Linked DNA regions of Mus musculus: region 1 is linked to region 2. A link is a contact called in public HiChIP or PLAC-seq data. All regions are on one chromosome and are shown on one strand. Each heading gives the region's core, a stretch centred on a gene start, on an enhancer-like site or on the middle of the called end of the contact. The rest is flanking DNA. Distances are from core to core; before and after follow the strand shown. Region 1 has its middle 20 kb from the start of Gm45181. Region 2 has its middle 55 kb from the start of Ccnd1.

Region 1 (2,771 bases), core at 180-2,679, 150 kb before region 2:
GTGTGTGTATATGTGGTATGTGTGTTTGTGTGTGTATGTGTGTGTGTGTGGTGTGGTGTGTGTGGGGGTGGGTGTGGTGTGGGTGTGTGAAGTGAGGACGCATATGAGTGTAGGTGCCTGTGGAGACCAGAAGAGGGTGCTGGATCCCTGAAACTAGAATGCCACGTGGTTTTGAGCTGCTCACCATGAGTGCTGGGAACTGAGCTGGATCCCTTGTCAAGTGCCACCTGAGCCATCTCTCCCACTCTGAGATCTCTGGATTCTGACAAGCACATAGAGTTGTGGAATACCTCACTGTCAAGTCACACAGTCCTGCCATCACCCATGTCTTGTAGTGTGATGTAGTGAGCAGTCCCACACGTGTCCCAAGGAATTGCTTTTATCATTAGCCCCTGCTGCACCACAGATGTGTTGAATCTGGGACTTGGCCCTGGGGTTATGGACACCTGAAGTCTTAAGATCCACACAGTATCAGTCTTAGTGTCTGAGGAGGCTTCTTGCCTGGTGTCAGGTCAGGGCCTTCTTGCTGTTGAGGTGTGTGTGGAGGAGAATCGGCCTTCTCACTCTTTCTGTAAAGACACTAATCCTTTTGGGTCAGGACTTCTTACTGCATCTGTTCTCAACCTGGGGGTCATGACCCCTTTAAAGGTTTAAGAACCCTTTCACAGGGCTCGCCTAAGACCACTGAAAAACACAGGTATCTACACTACTATTCATAATAGAAGCAAAATTACATTTATGAAGTAGCCATGAAATAACTTTATGGTTGTTGGGAGTCACCAACCAACCATACATGAGGACTGTATTAGAGGGTTGCAGCATTAGGGAGGTTGAGAACCACTGCCTCTTGACCACTTTTAACCTTATTTTGTGTCCTCAAAGCCTTATCTCCAGATAAGGGAACAGTTAAAATTAGGGCTTCCATATATGGAGGACACAGTCTTGTTTTCTGTACCTCTAATTTGTCCTTTCCAAGAATATCACAGAACCAGAATCTTACAGCTTCTAGCTTTTTGGCATCTTGTGTAGCAACAAATATATTACTATTCCTTCTATTTACCTTGCTGTATAGTACTCCACCAAACATCCTACTGTTCATCCATTGTGGAGATTCTTCTATTCAGTGGGATGCTGTAAGCAGCATTTGCAGGTTTTCACAATTCTTCCTAAAAACACACACAAGATTCCACTAGTATGCCTGAGCATCCATGTGTCCCTTTCTCTTGGGTACAGGTTTTAGGATTTTAGATAAGTTTATACTTTTACAAGCAGCTCTTTCCCATAATGTTTGAACTAACTTCCATACGCTCCAGGAACACATGCCTTCCTGTAACTGCATCCACAAAGCACACTGTACTGTGAGGGCCCCTCCCCAAAGAATAAACAACTAGTTATCAATTGTTTGACCACTTTAAGGAGTACATCATAGTATCACAATGTGGTTTTAGTTTGGTTGCCTTGGTGACTGGTGGAGGTGAAGCCATTCACATGTATTCTCTTGCTCAGGGGAAAACCTCATTCAGAGAGTTGGCTCATTGTCAATCATGTATCTTATTTTCCCACTGCTGAGAGAGTTCCAAATTCTTTGTCAATTATGTGGCTCACAAATATTTGTTCCTGGCATGGTGTGTGCCTTTTCATTCAGCAGGAGATAGTTTTAGTTCTGATGACATCCTGTTTAAGGATTTCTTCATATATCTATATCTATGTTTGTGCTTATAATCTATAATCTACATCATCTGTATCTATAGAGAGAGGTATTAGATTGATTTTTCTTTAAGTGTGTGTGTTTGTCTGTGTGTGTGTAGGTGCCCAGGGAGGCCAGAAGAGGGCATTTGATCCCTTATAGCTGGAGTGGCAGATGACTGTGAGCCACTTCATGTGGGATTTGAATGCTAGGTCTCATGATTGAAGAACAAGCACTCTGTTGTTGTTGCTGCTGCTGGTGCTGCTGCTGCTGCTGTTTTGAGACAGGGTTTCTCTGTGTAGCCCTAGATGTCCTGGAACTTGCTCTGTAGACCAGGCTGGCCTTGAACTCAGAGACCCACTGCACACATCACCACTGGCTTCAGTAAGCACTATAACTGCTGTGTCTTCTCTCCAGCCCTAGATTTTTTTAAATGTATTCATTGTGCCTCCAGAGAAATTGACATGAGATCTTTACCTAATCTAAGGTCACAAAGATTTAGGTCCTGTTTCTTCCAGAATTTTCCTAGCGGATTATTATTATTATTATTATTTTGTTTTTGTTTTTGTTTTTGTTTTTCAAGACAGGGTTTCTCTGTCCTGGAACTCATCTGTAGACCAGGATGGCCATGAACTCAGAAATCTGCCTGCCTCTGTCTCCCAAGTGCTGGGATTAAAGGCATGTGCCACCACTGTCCGGCATAATTTTTTTTTTTTTTACATTATTAATCTTAGTAAATCTAAGTTTGTTCTTGAGGTACAATGTGATCGGGTTTCTTTTACCACTGCTTTCTCACTATGATGAACTGTCCCTGGAACTGTGAGCCAAACCAGACCTGTCCTCACTTAAATTGCTTTTGTCAGAGCTACTGAAAGATTAATACAGGCACAGTCTCGCTGCATTGCCCAGGCTGGCTTTGAACTTACAATCCTCCTACCTCAGCCTTGCTAGCGGCTGGACTGACAGGCCTGAGCCTCTAGGCCAGGATCTTGAATACATCTCTAACAACCTTTGAAGTCCCTGGCTCCTGTATCCTCCATCTGTCACCCGTGGGTCTATTTCTTTTGACTGGTTTTTCTCTGCA
Region 2 (2,700 bases), core at 155-2,654:
AGAGTTTGAATCTTAGTCCTGATAGATAGTCCGTGACTCTTGTTAGTAATGGCTGGTGGCAGGCATCTACTTCTAAACATAGAGGTTCAGTGAGAGTCACTGAACTTAAACAAGCCCACCTGCAAGGTGCTATGGCCAGAAACTTTGAGACATGTTGAACAAGCCAACATTGTGGCTGTCCATAGTTGCAGGCATGTCTGGAGGGAAGGCGGGTCAGCAAGGGGACATTCGAGAATGATGGTAAGGTAGAGATGGTCTCAAGTCCCCCCACCTGGGTACTAGTCCTGATTTCCTCCCAGATGGACTGTGTGGACGGGAGGCACTTTATTTGTCAATTCAGAATTGGGACAACACAACTTCAAACTGAAGGCTGTGCAGGGTTTGGATGAGAGTGTGAACTCTCAGCCACGGGGTGTGATGCCAGCTGAGAGCCCATACAGTGCTGCCAAGTGTCAGCTCAAAGCCCTCCCTGCCTCTGGGATGCCAACCGGGGATCATCTCTTCTAGGTGGATCTGCAGCTCTGAGGAGGACTACAGCTACCTCAGGCTTCTATGGCTGGCTAAGGAAACCAATGGAACCAATTCCCATCTGCAGCCAAAGAGTGGCTTGCCATCGGCCTGTAGTCATGGTAACACTGGAGACTGCCTCAAGCTAGCTCCCCATCAGACAGGTACCCTAGAGTCCTAAAGGTCAAAATTACAGGACACCAGCTAGCATCATCTGAACGCTGACAGGCTAAATGTGGGCATGGAAATATGAAGTAGAATAGGACCAATAAAGGGAAAGTAGTCAACCCTAATTGAAGAGGGGAAGGACCCTCAGCCCACCAACAGTGGCTCAGTATCAGGTCTGAGGGCCTTTCTCTGCAGATACTTGTGAAAATATTTCCTACAGTTCCTGGGTCCCTTCAGGCCACTTGCCACTTCAGAGAGCTTCATAGTAAGAGTTCTACATACCCCTAACGCTAGGAGGGGGCACTCGGTTCTGGCTCTATCTGTGCCAGATGGCTTGGGCCCATCTGAGTGGCAGCCACCTGGGCTTGCATTCTCTCTGATGGAGTCCTATGTGTGACAAACTTCCTGAGCTCCACAGGACATTACACTCTGCAGTCAGAGTCCCTTGGTCTTGGGAAGATGGCAGAGAACAGCAGGTGACTTGCATTTGTCTGGTGTTTCTGTCTGTCCCTCATGTGTGGCCTCGGCTGGACACCAGGATCTGCCATCATCAGTCCCCTCTGTGTCAGGATCCAGCACAAAGCCCTGGACCAGGGTTTTATAGAGAGAGGCCTATGAGACTCAGCCTGAGGTCGCCCCTGTATGGCTCTCTGCACAGTGCTCAGGAGTTCTTACTGAGCCTGGGGCAATTCAGCATCCCAGAACCGGCACAGGAAGAGCCACCCAGCCGAGCATGAGTCACTGTGGTCCTTGCTCATTGACACTAATCCAACCAACAGGATATAATATGTGGGCCTTGCATTATACCTGTGGCAGGGCATTGTGCAACCTCTCTGGGCTCCCAGGACACAGCACTTCATACTGGGTGACTATCATTCCCTGGGGTACATGACAGGACTATTGATAGCTCTGGATGGCAAAAGCTGAAACATGCCCACACACTGTCCGGAGCCCAGGACAGTCCTATAGCTCTAAATGCTCAAGCTTTGACTTTACCATAGCAGCATGTACATGCAAAGGTTGGGAAGCAGAGGGACCTTCCTGTGCAGCTCAGTGGCCCTGGCCAAGCTGAGGCCAAGATCTTTGAAAAAAAATAAAATGTGCTGTACAGGAGCCCTCCTGACTCTGCTTCCATAGTGAGGCTTAGGGAGACGATCTACTTGGCCTGGTAGGGTAGCATCTCTGTCCAACCAATCATGATGTCAGGCAGCCATCAGGGAGCTAATGGCCTGAGTTTTCTTCACATCCCCTTGACTCTTGCCACCACCATCATCAAGCCCAGTCCAGATTCCTATGAATGTGACAGCCCAGTGACCAGCGGTGGCACTCTCTGCCTTCCAAGACCCCACTCTAGGCAGTTGCCCAACAGTCTCAGGATGCACATTCACACATGGGACCATTTTTTGAATTCTTTGGGAGTGAGAGCAGCCAGGCATCAACAGAGCCCTGTTCACAGGCCAGGCTGGCAACGAGAGAGGGAAGCTATTGTGCAGGCCCCACTACACACTGTAGAACAGTGCCAGCCAACCAGACTGCGGGGCAGAGCTTCAGAGGAGGGCCATCCCATAGATGACGAGGATCCCAACTCCAGAGGCTAGACCCTGCCTCTAGATAGCAACTGTCCCAGAAGGGAGACCATGGGGCAGCCATCTTTCCCCACAGAACAATGAGGTTGGAACAGCTTCATAACAGGCAGGCTGCTTTGACTGGGCAGAGGCAATTGAGGCCCCAGGCCAAATGAAACTCCCCATGCAGGCTTGGAGTCTCAGTCCCAAGATGCCATCTAGGTGGTACTAATGCAGACATAGCTAGAGGAGGCCCAGGCCCACTCTGTTCCATCTGGGCAGCAGCCTATGGTTCCCCTCGCCTCTGAGTCACACCTTCATCAAAACCTAGAAATCCCACACGCCCTAGCCAGAAGAGCAGCATGCACACTGTGAGCCCTTGAGTAGTGAGTGAAAGGGTGACTGAAAGAATAAAGATAAGCAAGAGGAAATGGATGGAGAAGGAGGGCATTGAGCTGGG

What was found. HiChIP or PLAC-seq counts read pairs in DNA pulled down with a chosen protein or histone mark.
Region 1: a contact with region 2 is called in a FOXA1 HiChIP or PLAC-seq map of pancreatic cancer cells. The contact joins two enhancer-like sites. A contact is called at or near these places in 3 of 484 Hi-C or Micro-C datasets (bone marrow-derived macrophages, embryonic fibroblasts and nephron progenitors), 7 of 115 datasets of contacts at active chromatin or transcription factors (bone marrow-derived dendritic cells, embryonic stem cells, microglia and 1 more) and 1 of 9 other capture datasets (embryonic stem cells).

What each region holds. Positions count from the first base shown.
Region 1 is chr7:145,145,534-145,148,304 of GRCm38.p6, reverse strand. No RefSeq gene overlaps it. Among named protein-coding and RNA genes, the nearest start is that of Gm45181, 20 kb to the left of the region's middle. Within about 2 kb of position 1,429, at least 22 of the 459 cell types and tissues checked have an H3K27ac peak or open chromatin away from gene starts, as enhancers often do. A contact at or near this core is called in pancreatic cancer cells, where this site is marked.
Region 2 is chr7:144,993,190-144,995,889 of GRCm38.p6, reverse strand. No RefSeq gene overlaps it. Among named protein-coding and RNA genes, the nearest start is that of Ccnd1, 55 kb to the right of the region's middle. Within about 2 kb of position 1,404, at least 37 of the 459 cell types and tissues checked have an H3K27ac peak or open chromatin away from gene starts, as enhancers often do. A contact at or near this core is called in pancreatic cancer cells, where this site is marked.